Regions from separate parts of the Mus musculus genome. Here all the other regions are linked to region 3. The links are chromatin contacts, called in public HiChIP or PLAC-seq maps. All regions are on one chromosome and are shown on one strand. Each heading gives the region's core, a stretch centred on a gene start, on an enhancer-like site or on the middle of the called end of the contact. The rest is flanking DNA. Distances are from core to core; before and after follow the strand shown. Region 1 overlaps Aak1 (AP2 associated kinase 1). Region 2 holds the start of Aak1 (AP2 associated kinase 1). Region 3 holds the start of 1600020E01Rik (RIKEN cDNA 1600020E01 gene).

Evidence for each region. HiChIP or PLAC-seq counts read pairs in DNA pulled down with a chosen protein or histone mark.
Region 1: a contact with region 3 is called in an H3K27ac HiChIP or PLAC-seq map of extraembryonic endoderm stem cells. The contact joins the enhancer-like site here to the promoter of 1600020E01Rik in region 3. A contact is called at or near these places in 4 of 115 datasets of contacts at active chromatin or transcription factors (bone marrow-derived macrophages, extraembryonic endoderm stem cells, memory CD8 T cells and 1 more) and 1 of 9 other capture datasets (liver).
Region 2: a contact with region 3 is called in an HNF4G HiChIP or PLAC-seq map of pancreatic cancer cells. The contact joins the promoter of Aak1 here to the promoter of 1600020E01Rik in region 3. A contact is called at or near these places in 2 of 39 promoter capture datasets (embryonic stem cells and pre-B cells), 6 of 484 Hi-C or Micro-C datasets (CD4 T cells, Th1 cells, embryonic stem cells and 3 more), 11 of 115 datasets of contacts at active chromatin or transcription factors (CD8 T cells, the SCID.adh cell line, bone marrow-derived macrophages and 8 more) and 2 of 9 other capture datasets (adipose tissue and pancreatic islet).

Annotation. Positions count from the first base shown.
Region 1 is chr6:86,870,483-86,874,865 of GRCm38.p6, forward strand. All of the region lies in intron 1 of Aak1 (AP2 associated kinase 1), which reads left to right. Among named protein-coding and RNA genes, the nearest start is that of Aak1, 23 kb to the left of the region's middle. Within about 2 kb of position 2,884, at least 46 of the 459 cell types and tissues checked have an H3K27ac peak or open chromatin away from gene starts, as enhancers often do. A contact at or near this core is called in extraembryonic endoderm stem cells and pancreatic cancer cells, where this site is marked.
Region 2 is chr6:86,847,907-86,852,949 of GRCm38.p6, forward strand. Aak1 (AP2 associated kinase 1) reads left to right here and starts at 1,599. Exons shown (of 16, transcript NM_001378654.1): 1 at 1,599-2,309. The coding sequence starts at 2,147. 2610306M01Rik (RIKEN cDNA 2610306M01 gene) reads right to left here and starts at 1,534. Exons shown (of 1, transcript NR_028298.1): 1 at 501-1,534.
Region 3 is chr6:86,525,502-86,530,505 of GRCm38.p6, forward strand. It overlaps 1600020E01Rik (RIKEN cDNA 1600020E01 gene), which reads left to right and starts at 1,829. Exons shown (of 5, transcript NR_037960.1): 1 at 1,829-1,932; 2 at 2,390-2,473. Pcbp1 (poly(rC) binding protein 1) reads right to left here and starts at 688. Exons shown (of 1, transcript NM_011865.4): 1 at 1-688. The coding sequence starts at 414. Gm38676 (a long non-coding RNA gene) reads left to right here and starts at 3,263. Exons shown (of 2, transcript XR_869219.1): 1 at 3,263-3,905; 2 at 4,957-5,004.

The DNA of each region.
Region 1 (4,383 bases), core at 1,634-4,133, 350 kb after region 3:
AGCAAAGGGAAAAGAGCAAGGCTCTGCAGTCATGATCAGTTGGAAGTCTGTTGGGGGTTGTCTGGCCACTTATTTCCTGTTACCTACCAGCCTAAGCCTCACAGTCTACATCCACAGGGGTTTATGGTGTTGCTTTCGATGGTGTTTCTGAGTTTTGTTGTTGTTTTTAGATCATGGTCTCAATGCATTGTCCACAGCAATCTTGTACTCACAGTTTTCCTGCGTGCTGGGACTGAAGCCAGTGCAGCCAGCCTCAGCTCTACTTTATTGTTTCTCAAGGTGACTGGGGTGAACTTTTCCTGTGATTTTTTTTTTTTTTTTTTTTTTTTGATACTTGTTAAAATTGTCTTTTCTCTTACCACCCGACTCTACTGTAGACCTGATTTCAGAGCATTCCAGCATGGACCAGAATATTACGTTCTATCACCATGCTTCATCCTCAGCAGAACACAACACGCAGAAATAGGAAATACTTCCTTGTTTGTCCCCCTCCCCCCCCCCGGGAATGCCCTGCATTTAGAGGATGAAGGGTACACACACACTCGCACCCCTTTTTTTCTTTTTCTCATTCGTGCAAGGTTTCATGATGCAGCCCTGGCTGGCCTGAAACTCACTATGTAGTCTAGGTTGGCCTCAAGTTCAGAAATCTACCCACTTCTGCCTCCCAAATGCTGGTTTAAAGATATGCACCACCAAGCCTGATAACTTTTTACTTCATTGAAGTGGGCTTAGGCTTTGAGTAAATCAGTTTTAGTAAAGACAGTTTAAGGAAGTGAAACATCATGGATTGATTTGCTTGAAGCTTCCATGAGATATGGTTTGAAAACATAAACTAGTTGCGATTCAGAAGAGCAGTGAGCCAAGCATGAAATCTGAGTTGAATAGCATTTAAAGTTTAGCAGGAAGCCAGTTGTGGTGACTCATTCCAGCAATGGAAGGCAGAGGCAGGTGGATCTCTGTGTTTGAGGTCAGTCTGGTCGACAGAACAAGTACCAGGACAGCCAGGGAGACAGAGAAACCCTGTCTGAAAAAACTAACTAAGTAAATAAGTTTATCAGGAGATTCCCCAGAAGGACGGAGTTAGAGATGGGGGAAGTCAGCACTGGCAGTTGTTACAGACATGTGACCCTAAATGTTAAATGGTTGGATGACACACAGAACAAGTCCTCACGATTGGGCTGCTATGGGGTCAGCCTTCCCAAATCTGTTTCAGAATGATGCAGATACAGCAATGACTAGGGTGGGGAAGGAGCAGGATCACCCTGTGTAGACTGTTTCTTCTAGAAGTTTGGATAGGGAAGAGGCGGTCTCATAGTAGCTTAGATTGGGACGTACTTGAATGTATTAGTGTGTCGCGCCCACAAGAGAAACTAGGTGCCAGGAACTCAGAGGAGCAGGGATTTCTATGTGAGGTGGAGGAGGTGCCGGATGAATTGACCAGGAGAGCACGGAAGGAACACTCATGCTCGAGGTGTGACGTCAGAGCTAACTTCCTGTTCTACGTACTGAAGCATGTCAGAGATGACTTCCTGTGCTGGGGTGACTTCCTGTGCTGAGGAGTGTAAGAGGTGAACTCCTGTCCTGAGGTGTGGAGGGGTGTGAGAGGTGATCCCCTTTTCTGAGATGCTGAGGGGTGTCTAAGGGTGTTTACTATAGATCCTGTGAGCTGGTGCATGGGCAGACCTGAAGATACGGATGGTTCAGTTTTTGGCTAATTACAGACCTCAATTGTTTTTAGTGTTATGTAGATATCATTTGTGGTATTTATTTGATAACTTCATGTTTATTAGAAGCAATTAGTTTTTTTATTTTATACTTGTATAATTTATGTTAACTATCAGGGTTTTGTTGTTGTTATTGTTGTTTTGTTTTGTTATGGAGACAGGGTTTCTCTGTGTAGCCCTGACTGTCTTGGAACTCACTCTGTAGACCAGGCTGGCTTTGAACTCACAGAGATCTGCCTGGCTCTGCCTCCTAAGTGCTAGGATTAGAGGCATTCTCTATTACTGCCCAGCTGGGTATTTTGTATGCATATATATTTTCTTTTCTCTGAGCTCTGGCTAGCCTGCAACAGGCTACATAGATCAGGCTGGTCTCCAACTCAAAGAGATCTTACCTACTTCTATCTCTTTAGGGTTAGGATTAAAGATGTGTTTTACCACACTGGCCTGCTTGTTTGTTTATCTGTACTTTGGGTTTGAGTTTGAAAAGATTTTGGGTGGCTGGAGAGATGGCTCAGTGGTTAAGAGCACTGACTGCTTTTCCAGAGGTCCTGAGTACAATTCCCAGCAACCACATGGTGGCTTAAACCATCGGTAATGAGATCCGATGCCCACTTGTGGTGTATTTGAAGACACAATAGTGTACTAATATACAATAGATGAATAAATAAATCTTTAAAAAAGGTCTTATTTAAAAAAGATGATTTTGGGGGACTGGGAAGATGACTGAATTGATAAAGTGTTTGCCACACAAGCATAAAGACCTGAGTTTGGGCACTCAAGACATGTAAAAAGCCTGGGGTGTGTCCTGAATTCCCAGCACTCGGGAGGGAGGAGGTAGAGAGAGGAGTCATGGTCTCGTGGGTCAGCCAGTCCAGCCAAGTTGATGAGCTCCAGGTTCAACGAGAAGTCCATGAGAGCATGCATGCATGTGCACACACCTTCCCACCCACACCCAAAGAGATTCTGCATAGTTTCTGTCAAAGTACTTTTAGCACTAGTTTTTTAATTTACTGCTCTGTGTGTTTGTGTGTGCGAGCTCGTGTGCTTTATTGTTAGAAGTTTCTGTTTACTTTTACTTTCCAGGCCTACTGGTCAGATCAGTAGAGCTCTTAGATATCTTGTCTCACTGAACTAGTTATCAGCTAGCTCTTAAAGGAGCCTTTACCTTAGGAGTTTTGGACCAATAGAACACTATTGTTCCTGAATCTCTGTGCTTGGTTTCTAGATAAAGGGGAAGGAAGGTTTGACATTGGCAGCAAAATGCTATCCTGCTTGGTCTTTTCCAGTTCATAAATTACAATAGTTGTCACAGAAGTCTCTATCAAAGGCTGCCTCTTCCAATTCTCTTAACTTTATCACCCCTTGACATTTTGGGTGGGACCCCTGTGGACACAAATCCACTGGGGCAGAAGTCTGAAAAAAGTGGCATAGTGTTTACATATAACTTAGCATATCCTCTCCTACACTTTTTGTTTTTTTTTTTTTTTTTGAGCAAGTTCTGCTATGTAGGTCAGATTTGCCTTCAGTTCATTCAAAATGTTCTTGCTTCAGTCTCCTGAGTGCTGGATAGGTGTGTGCCATTCTGCCTGTCCTGTCTGGCGATCAACTCTTCTCTGTTACAACATAGCCTGCACATGTTCAGTACAAACAGTTTTCTGTTCCCCTATATTCTCTGCCCATGCTGCTTGTTGAATCTTGGGAGTGTGGAATGCTCAGATGTGGAGGGCCAGCTGTACCTCCATGTTCTTGACTGCACGCATGCACAGGTGGAGGATGCCGCAGGGCTGCCTGTTGGCAGCTGCTGCTTCTCCTCCTCCTCCTTCTTTTTTTCTTTTTTTCTTTTTTTAATTTCTGGGACAAGGTTTCTCGGTGTAGCCCTGGCTGTCCTGAAACTCACTCTGTAAACCAGGCTGGCCTCGAACTCAGAAATCTTCCTGCCTCTGCCTCCTAAGTGCTGGGATTAAAGGCGTTCGCCACCACTGCCTGGCTGCCTGTTGGCTTCTTTTGCGTATGCTTAGTTGCATCAGGTGTTTTCCTCTCTCACACCCTGTTAGTGTTTATTGTACCAATTTACTTAATCTCTTTGCCTTCTAAGCTATACTTACCTTTTATCCATGCTCTCACTAAATAGGTGCCCGCAAGAAAACACTGAATTCATGCAGTAAACTCAGAACTCAAACAGCCAGAATCATGCAATGGAGGAAGCTATGTTCAAGGTTATAAAGCTGGGTTCTAATGGAGTAGAATCTATTTCTCCTCTTAAGGGTCTGGTACTTTCTAAAAAACCTAAGTTGATTGTGTTCTCAGAGATAGAAGTAATGAACTTCCTTAAAATTTCAGCTTCATCTCCCAGAGACTCAGTATCTCATTTCAACCCTCTAACTTGTTTGGGGTGATGGTCTGGACTTTGTGTTGAGTTAAAGAATGAAGGCCAAAACACAGAGAAGCACTGTTATTTGCAGAATGGGTAGATTTGCTTTTTCCTTGATCTGTACCTTAAAGACATGCTTTCTATCTTGTAAGTGCTGCTGGAACCGTGGCGCCATGCTCTGGGGACAGAGTGACGGTATTGGGCCATTTATGGCTGCCAGGCACAGGAAGCAGGAAGCACAATGTTCAGGGTACTTGTGGGTGGTTTGCGGGAGCTTGGAATTAAAAG
Region 2 (5,043 bases), core at 349-2,848, 320 kb after region 3:
ATGTTCCGCAGGTGCTGAGTCTCACCCTTAAGGTGGCTGTAGGATTGTGTGAACTGAGGTGGCAATACTGGCTCTCTCCGGAAGTTAAGATGCTATCTCTCTCCGGAGAGTTATATGACTATGGTACCACATGAAATAAGAAACCGCAATAGCCACCGCCAGCACAGCCGGACTCAATATTCAGATTAACCAAGAGCCATCTTTTTTTGTTCTATTTTTCAAGACAGGGTTTCTCTGCATAGCCCTGGCTGCCCTGGAACTCATTCTGTAACCCAGGTTGTCCTCGAAATCAGAAATCTGCCTGCTTCTGCCTCCCAAGTGCTGGGATTAAAGACGTGAGCCACCACTGCCCAGCAAGACCCATCTTTTTTTATTTCCTGGGGGCCCCCTTCTAGATCTTCCTCAAGTGCCTGAAGTAGAAATTCTGGGATGAACTGCAAGAGGGTAGTTGCATCTTTAAGAAGTGTGGGGAGCTGGTGGAAAAATAACCTATACTCAAAAAAGAGAAAAAACCATGTATTTCTTGGGGGAGAGGGCAGGGGAGGCAGGGATTTGGCACGACAACAACATCTTCTGTGAAGCAATCTAGGAGGAGAGATCTCAATTCCTTTCCAAATCCTTAGCATTTGACAGGTGCCAATCACACAGCCCTGTACTCTATCCGCACCCAAGCGATCCTTAGTAAACACAGCATCTTCTTGCGAAAGATTCTGAAGAGAAAGCAGTAGGTGTGTCTAAAGTTCCCTTTAAAGGCGTGAATATATCTGGTAAGGACCAGGCAAATCTGGGTCGGCAGAGGGCCATGGTTTGGGGTGGAGCCCAAGGATGGATGTAGCCTGGTCCCTAGATGCTCCGTGTACTGGATCTCCCGCAGTTCCTTCTTCGACCCTCAGGCTTCTCAGTTCTCATCGTGGTCGGGGACCGGAAGACACCTGCTTTGTTTCCTTCAGCACCGAGATTCCGCTCGGCTCCCTGCTGGCATCATACCCACTTCTCCCCAGCCCCCAAGCCTTCAGTACCTCCGCTCCCATGACGTCGGGGAACTCCCAAACCCAACTGGGGCGAGGCAGCTAAACCGCGTCCTTCAGGTGTCAGTCCGGACTCCTGTGAAACCACAATTCCCAGAGTGCCTCTGTCCATGAGGCCAAGCCATAGATAAAATGGCTACAGAGAGTGGGACGTGCAGCTGGAAAACTAGTCTCTGGTGACTTTAGCAGATGTACTTAAATACCCGAAGCCTCACTTCTGCACCACTCCACTATCATCTCCAGTCCCTGGAGACGGCGTCCGAAGGTGCGCTCGCTCCCGGGGCATCTTGGGAATTGTAGTCCAGATGCCAGATTACCCCGAACTACTCTTCCCAGGGTGCTCAGCGGCAGGACTACGGCAACGCTCTCTTCCAAGTGTCTCTGTCCCGAGTTCCACTGCTCTGGTTCCCTTCTTGCCATCGGTTTCTTTCGCTCTGTAGCTATAGCTGGTGCACCTGAGACGGCCCCTGAGAAGGGGCTGTGCGGCCCTGAGAAGCACTTCCGGTGGCAGGTCACTTCCGGGTGGGTGGTCGGAGCCGACGGGCGCGCGCGCGGGGGAGGGGCGGCCTCAGCGCGGCGCTCGGGGATCAGCTGGCGGGCGGGCGGGCGCCGAAGCGGCCCCGGCTCTGCGGCAGCGCCGCCTCCTTCGTGTCGCAGGCCGGCGGCCGTGGCCATGTCGCGGGGCTGGTAGCTGGGCTCGCCGCCGAGCGGCCGCTAGTGGGTGTCCGGGGCCCGGGGCGGGGGTCCGGGCAGGGGTCCGGTGCGTTTCCAGGGCTTTCCCGAAGAAAATGCACGCAGCGTTTCCTCTGGATGACGGCCTGTGCTTTCCCTAGGACCCGGCAGTTAGGCTCTGGAGTGTGTTACTGATTCATCCTCTCTCTGCCTCTGTCATCGCAGGTTTAAACTTAAACGATCGCTCCCCGAGGAGGAGGGGACCCGCCGCGCGATTGACAGTCTATTCCTGCAGGCGCCGTCCCTCAGCCCCCACCCCACGGCCGGATTCCCGGGGCTCTGCTCAGGGCTGAAACCGGAGAAGAAATCCTTAGATCTCTTTTCTTTACAACAAATACGAACCTAGAAACCATCGGCATTTTGCCTTGGCATTTCATATTGGAAAGATGAAGAAGTTTTTCGACTCCAGGCGGGAGCAGGGGAGCTCTGGCCTGGGTTCAGGCTCCAGCGGAGGAGGGGGCAGCAGCTCAGGCCTGGGCAGTGGTTACATCGGAAGGGTCTTCGGCATCGGGAGGCAGCAGGTCACCGTGGACGAGGTGTTGGCGGAAGGTATGTTGGGAAGCCAGTGCGCGGTGAATTAATCTCGTGTGCTGATGTGGCAAGACTCTGGTTTCTAGTTGTATGAATGGGTTTTGACCAACTGACCCTCCCTTCCCCCTCTGCACTTTCCTTGCGAGTCATTGTCCTTGAGAGAATTAAAACTCAGACTGGGAATTGACAGGGCTTGGGGGGGCAGTATTGCCCAAATAGTTTACCTCAGTGGCCTTTCATTTGGGTGGGTGGGGGGAGCGCGTGGAGAAATCTCTTCCTTTGACCGAATTATTCGGATCCTATGTGTGAAGTATAAGTGAAATGCAGGGTGGTGGTCTTGCCATTTCCCTGAAACTTTAAATTCTGATGCGGAGGCTGAAGGGTGGGGATGGGGAGAGATCTTAAAGGAGAGGGGGGCTTCTCCCACCTAACTTTCCTATTTCTTTAAGTAGGTAGCCAAAGAGGATTTCTCTGGGGACAGGAATGCATTTTTTGGTGTTTTGGTTAGGTTTGTTTCTTTACCCAACTGCAGTGAGGTCCCCAGGATGTGGCTAAGATAAAATCATAAGCGAATGAGATGGTTTTGAACTCAGACGCCTAGGCCTCTTTTCTCCTTTTAGTTTCTATTAAGAATGACTTAGGATTGGCTCTGGTTTAGTGTTCTCTCAGTTGGAGAGGATGCTGTGTGGTTTCTCTCGGTGTGTGCTCGTTGGTCTATCTGTGCTCCTGCAGATACATATTTTTCTGCCCCAGGCTTTAGGGAAAATCTTGAGTGTTTCTTGGGTAACCTTAACCTCGACCTTCGTAATTATGCCAGACTGATACTTTTCACAGCTCATTGCCTGCTTACTGTGCTTTTATTTTTAATAAAAGCAGCAATTTCCTTGGCATGAAGCAATTTAAACTAATTGGATAGGACCAGTCTGCTGTAGGTTGCGTTACAGCCTGCCAAGGCTTGGGTCTGGGGGAGGCCTCAGTGAAGGCAGCATGGTGGTAGAGGCTAGTCTATCAGCGAGGGAAGGAGGAATGAGAGCTAAGCAGCCCCTTCGAAAAGGAGGCTTTTGCAAGCTGAGGTTGAAGGAAGGACCTCTACCTGGGCCTAGGAACTGCCTGTCATGGTGAGTCTTGTAGGGTGGTGGACGGGTGGGTGGGAAGAGGCCAAAGCTGTGTTAGACTTAGTTTGTGTAAGTACTGGATTTGGCAAGGCCCAGTTTCTGAGGATACATTGAAGCCTATACTTAAAAAGCACAATTTTGAAGAGATATCTGATAATTTCCTTGTAAATTACTGCTGCTTTTTTTATTTTTTATTTTCCATTCTTAGTATTGTTCCGACTGGACTTAATCTGGGCCTGAGTTACAATCCTTTCTGAACCTTTCCTTGAGGATTCTGGTGCAGGGTGGGAGATGCTGCTATGTCTGCTGCCAGATCTGTACCTTGGAATCTGAGCTGACTCTTATCCTGTAGCCAAAGTCCTTGACTACAGTGGGGGGTGGGGAGGGAGAGGGGGGTGAGAGAGAGAGAGAATGAGGAAGGAGATGAGATCAGGAGGATGGCCTCAGAGCCCAGGAACATTTTTTTCAGCTAGGATGTTTTCTCATCACGTGTTGCCCTAAGCTTTGCTTATTCTCTGAGTCTGGAAGAGTGGTGGGAAAGAGAAAACACAGAATCAGCCTTTGTTTTCTAGGCTTCCCTGGAATTCATCCTGAGAGCTGCACATTGTGCATTCTGATATTTTAAAAAGTAGAACTTTGGGCTTGGATCTGTTGATTCATTCGTTTATTCATTCAGCCAACAGTCACAGAGTGCTTGTGATGTGGCCAGTTCTGTGCTAGGCTCTGGGGACATGATGTTTAACTAGATGTTAGCATTTCAGAGCTGTTTGAAGAGATAGAAAATGGACAGTTAGTGATAGTGTCACCGTAAGAGTAACCTACGGATCAGTTGCTACAAATCTTGTCCTTAGGGCCCCTCAGTGTTAGGGAGCTAAGACACGTTTTGTGGAATGAGCGAGTGTGGTAACAGCACGGGCTGAGGCTGTGCATGAGTGTAGCATTTAAAATTTGGTCTGGCAAATTTTTTGGCTATGATTGAGCTTCAGTTGTGGCCTTTGAAGTACGTGACTATGTAGGAGTCAGTATTTATGTGGCACTACTGAGTTCAAAGACACTGCTAAGGTTTAAAAGGGGTGAGAGATAGAAACTCTAAAGTGTGATGCGTGCCTTTTAAAATTAGCCAGTGGGTTTCATTGAGGTGCTGAGATCATGCTTGTGTTGTGCAAGGTAGCCAGGTAGCTACATCTCCAGCCGTGATGTCTGCCTTTAGGGAACTGCTAGTCAGTGTAGGAAGAAAATAAATTCATTTGTACATATAGTAGTGTGCTTATGGCCACAGATCCTATAGTCGGACAGATTTAGGGTCAATTTTTGGATTTGTTTTTGTTGTTAAACCTTTTTACATCGTGTGTGTATGTTTTCTCTAAGATAGCTCACCATTTCCTGGACCTGTTTTAAAAAGCATCTATTATATTATTACTACTATTGTTGTGCATGTATGCTGCACACAAGAATGTGTGTGCATGTGTCACAGAGTGCAGAAGTCAGAAGGCAGCAGTGTGATGTTAGCTTGCCTCTTCTACCTTTACATGTGTTTTGGGGTCTAGAATCAGATTGTCAGACTTTTGTGACAAGTGCCTTTTCTTGGTGAACCGTTTTGTTGGTCCCCTCTGAATCTTTTGTTTGTTTCTTTTTTC
Region 3 (5,004 bases), core at 579-3,078:
CAGCATATCCCCCGCCACCTGGACCTGGGCCCCGGTGCTCTCGCGGATCTCCTTGATCTTGCAGCCGCCCTTGCCGATCAGGGAGCCACACTGGGTGGCGGGCACGACCAGCCGAAGTGTGACCGGGGGCCTGCTGGCCGCCGTACTGTTGGTCATGGAGCTGTTGATATCTTCCTCCAGCTTGTCGATGATCATGGCGAAGGCCTTAAAGATGGCATTGGTAGGCCCAGTCAGCGTGATGATCCTCTCCGGGCAGTTCCCCTCCGAGATGTTGATCCGCGCGCCGCTCTCCTCGCGGATCCTCTTCACCGACTCCCCTTTCTTCCCGATGATGCTGCCTACTTCCTTTCCGTGCATCAGCAGCCGAATGGTGAGAGTCACGTTGAGTCCGCTTTCAGTCACACCGGCGTCCATGGCGAGCGGCGGGCGGCGTTCGGGAGTTGGGCTCGTTACGTGGTCAAGTCCTGGGCGGCTGGCGGGGGAGGGGAGGAGTAGGCCCGAACTGCCGGCGCGAGGCGAGCGGGGGGCCGCAGGAGCGGGCGGGCGCGGGCGGGAGGCCGCGGCGGCGTCGCAGGACTGGCGGCGGCGGCGACGGGGGCGAGCGGGACCGGGAGCGGTCGACGGGCGGGTGGGCGAGGGCGCGGCGGTGGCGACTCCGGCGGCAGCCTCGGCGGTCTGGGCGGGGCGGGAAGCCCGCTTTCAACCCCGCGTACCCTCTGACCCCGGAAGTGCTTTCCGCGCAGGACCCCTAGGAGAAAAAAAAGAGGACCGGCTTTTTTAGGTCACAAGACTGCGCCAGCGCGCGCGACCCTTGAGAAAAATAACCCGGTGGCACCGCCGTCGGGTTGAAAACGGACAACGTGGGCAAAACTGGGGACCCGGCAGAGATTGAGAGGGAGCACGTGTTTTGTTAACCCTAGCGGCTCCGGCAGGGGACTGGGAAAATATACTGGTTTTGTGCCGGGGACAGATAATTGTTTCCCGGTCCGCCCAAGGATTCGATGGCGGAGCGATACAGGCATCGGCGGAGGCCGCTGCAGGCGGGAGCTAGGCCGCCGCGGGTCGAAAACGTGCGCGGGAGGGGACCAGGGCGCATGCGCGGCAGCGAGGGGGGGCGCGAGCGGCCCGCGTTGGCTTCCGTGGGGGGAGGGGCGGCGAGGCGAGGCGCGGCCCGGCGGCTGTGCACGCGCTCTGCTGGGCACGTGGGGCCCCTTCGTCCCCGGCGTCCGGGCGCCTGGTCCCAGCCCCCACCTTGGCCTCCGTCCGGCGGCTGCGTCCGCGACGCAGAGAGACTCGAGCGAGAGTCACCCGCCCCGGCGAGTGCCGCTCGGGCTAGTGGCGTTAGGAACGGGGGCCGCTGGAATGGCGTCCACTTACATAATGCTTTGTTTGCACTTGGTCGGCTCCGGTTAGGGAAGCCCTCGGAGGCGCTACCTCCTGCCCTCGTGTTTTATGTCCCACGATAGTTCCCGAGACCTTAGAGGAGCGGTGCGCACTGACGGCGTGCCGGCATGGCCCCCCGCATGTCCGCGCTGGCTCGCCCGCCGCCTGGACCACGCTTTCGGGAGGCGGCCAAGCCTGGGCGCCGCCGCCATCTTGGGAGGTCGCCCTGACCGAGGCCTCCCGCCGGGAAATGGCCCTCGAGACGCTGGAGAGCGCCTTGTGCTTTCTTTGCCGGCTCCTCGTGCCGCCGCCATAGTCAGCCTGGAGGAGGTCGTGTGAAGGAACGTGTTGTTTAATACTTGGCCGAAAGGACCAGCGTGGCGTTCCTCACCCCACCGCCACCCCACCCCCGAGCGGGGAGGGCTGGCGGCCATGTTTCCCAACAAAATGGCGACACGTGTCGCCATCGAAAAATTGGGCCGGGTCTGAAAGCTCTAGAATGTGCCTTTCATCAGTCTCAGAATTTCCCATAGGATGAAACAGCAAGAGGTGCTTTTGGAAGAAAGTTAATTCCCTTGGTGGGCAGGAGAATAAATAAAATGCAGGCCTGACACGGGATTTTTAAAAAACTGAGTAATGGCAGGCAGGTGTGTGCCTGTGTGTGTGCGTGCGCGCGTGTGTGCACAGTATGTAACCAAGTACCCAAGCATCTAGAAAAAATTTCTAGTTTTTTTCTAGATGTTGTACAGGTGGTGCTGTAACTGATTTAAGATTGTTATGCCTAATAAGCCATAGAATGGCAATGTCTCACTATTCAACTGTCCAGTGATCCTAAAGTTCACAGTTATGTCCACTTTTCCACCTTTACAGTCAAGAGGAACAGATTGTGGGTGTGGGTGTGCCACAGCAGATTCCATTCTAAACATTTTATCCCATGCAATATATATTTTTTTTAATTGAAAATTCCATGAAGTGGGTATTTATTTCTCTTTCTTTTCCCCAACAGAGCAAGACAATCCCAGAGAGATGAATGAAGTGAATGACCCAAGGTTACACAGGATGGAACCTATATCTTCTGATTTCTCTACTGGTGAGCACCTTTTGCAGATTTTTTTATTTGAATCAGAGTTTTAGAATTTAATTTTGCTGAGCTGGTTATCAGACATAGGATCTCTAACTTTTTAGCCAAGCTGTCTACCACTACGCCACAGTTTTGTGTGTGTGGTTTTTTTTTTTCAGTGCAGAGGCACTGAGCTCTGGATCCTCCTGTCTCACTTCACAAACACTGGAATGACAGGATGTGCCACCACTGGCATGTTGAGGGCATGGTAGGAAACACCTTTAATCCCATCACTGGGGAAACAGAAACAGGTAGATCTTTGAGAATTTGAGGCCAGCTGGGGCTACAAAGTGATACCCTGTTTCAAAAAAAAAAAGAGAAAGAAAAGAACTGACTTGTGTGAACTTGTCATTTCTAAAGGAGCCACTCAGAACCCCCCCCCCCCCCCCCCCCCCCCCCGCCCCGCACCTGTTTGTATGTTCCGTGCCTTCACTTATTCCTGGTGTTAGTGACATTTGTTTAGGCTCAAATATTATTTTACAAAGCCTCTGGATGAGGACAGGAAGAGGATGTGATTCAGGCTTGCCCAAAAGTTCAGTATCTGTTCATCTGGCCTCATCTGAGGCCCATTTCCCTCCACCTGGCTCCAAGGGAGCAAGCGAGCAGTTCCCTAGAGACTTGCTTTCCTCAGTTGCTTGTGGATGGATTTCTGGTTTCTCCATCCCAGTCCTTTAAGCAGATAAAATAAGTTACTTTACCTGGTTCCAATCATCTATTTCTCTTTAAATATTGACAGAGCATGGAGGAATATTAGATAAATCATAACTTGTGACTCCTCAAACCATGCGGCCTTCACTATTCAGTGTATTCAATTAAGTTCAATGTAGGTCATAAATCAGCTTTTTTCGTAAAAGCAGCACAGATGCATGTGGTATGGAATTATAATTACAGAGAGGTTATAACCTTCATTTAAATTTGTTAAATACTCATGGAAATGAGTGTATAGTTAGGTATGTTTAAATTTATTAAACTCACCTGGTCTAGAAGGTGAGGGTACTTCTCAGGAATAGACTCAAGCTCCCAATTAGGTCAGCTATTTCTACCCATAATTCCTAAAATCATGTACTGAAGTCTGCAAATAGCTATTTATTAGGCTCACATTTAAAAATTAGGTTGGGTTTTTGTTGTCTTGTTTTAAGACAGGGTATCGCCATGTAGCCCTGGCTAGCCTGGAACTTCTTTTGCAGACCAGGCTGGCTTTGAACTCCGAGCGATTCATCTGTCTGTCTCTGCCTCTCCAAAGTTCTGGGAATAAAGATGTGTAGCACCACACATGGCAAGCAAAAGAAGACTTGGGGGTTTTTTTGTTGTTGTTGTTTTTCAAGAAAGAGTTTCTCTGTGTAACAGCCCTGGGGCTGTCTTGGAACTTAGTCTATAGACCAGGCTCAGCTTGTACTCCGATGTAGGTAGTGGATAGCGCAACAAACATGTACTGGAGTGGCTGTGGCTGTGTGGGTGTCGGAGAGAAGAGCTTTTTGATTGAAATTACATTTAGATCACATGTCAAACTTTTCTTTTTTCTTATATATTTTTAAAATTTTTGTCTTTTTTATTTTTTGGATTTTTTTTTTTTAAGATTTATTTATTTATTATATGTAAGTACACTGTAGCTGTCTTCAGACGCACCAGAAGAGGGCATCAGATCTCATTACGGGTGGTTGCTGGGATTTGAACTTTGGACCTTCGGAAGAGCAGTTGGGTGCTCTTACCCACTGAGCCATCTCACCAGCCCTGTTTGTTTGTTTTTGAGACAGGGTTTCTCTGTGTAGCACTGGCTGTCCTGGAACTAACTCACTTTGTAGACCAGGCTGGCCTCGAACTCAGAAATCTGCCTGTCTCTGCCTTCCAAGTTTTTGTCTTGTTTTGTTTTGTTCTTGTTTTTGTCTTTTGAGACAGGGTTTCTCTGTATAGCCTTGGCTTATTTATTTTATGTATGTGAGTGCACAGTAGCTGTCTTCAGACACATCAGAAGAGGGCATCAGATCCCATTACAGATGGGTGTGAGTCACAATGTGGTTGCTGGGAATTGAACTAAGGACCTCTGGAAGAGCAGCCATCTGTCCTGTCCAGCTGGTGTCAAACTTTTCACATTAACATTATGTTACCTCTGTCCAGAGCTTTAGCAGACACACAGTAGCAGCTATGACAATACCAGCATGCAGACCTCAGTGTGTACCACACTGTCCTGAGCATTGCAAGATGTTGGAACTCAAGGCTAAGCACAGTGTAAAAAGAGAAATATTATAAGAAATTTAAATGACTCGCACATATGTATACACACAGATATATAACAAAACTATCATAAAAGAGAATTGCTACTTGAAATATACTCTAGAAATTTCTGCGGCCCCCCCCCCCCCTTTGTTGTTTTGTTTTTCGAAACATGGTTTCTCTCTATAGCTCTGGTTATCCTGGGACTCACTGTGTAGACCAGGCTGGCCTCGAACTCAGAGATCCGCCTGCCTCTGCCTCCTGAGTGCTGGGATTAAAGGCGTGTGCCA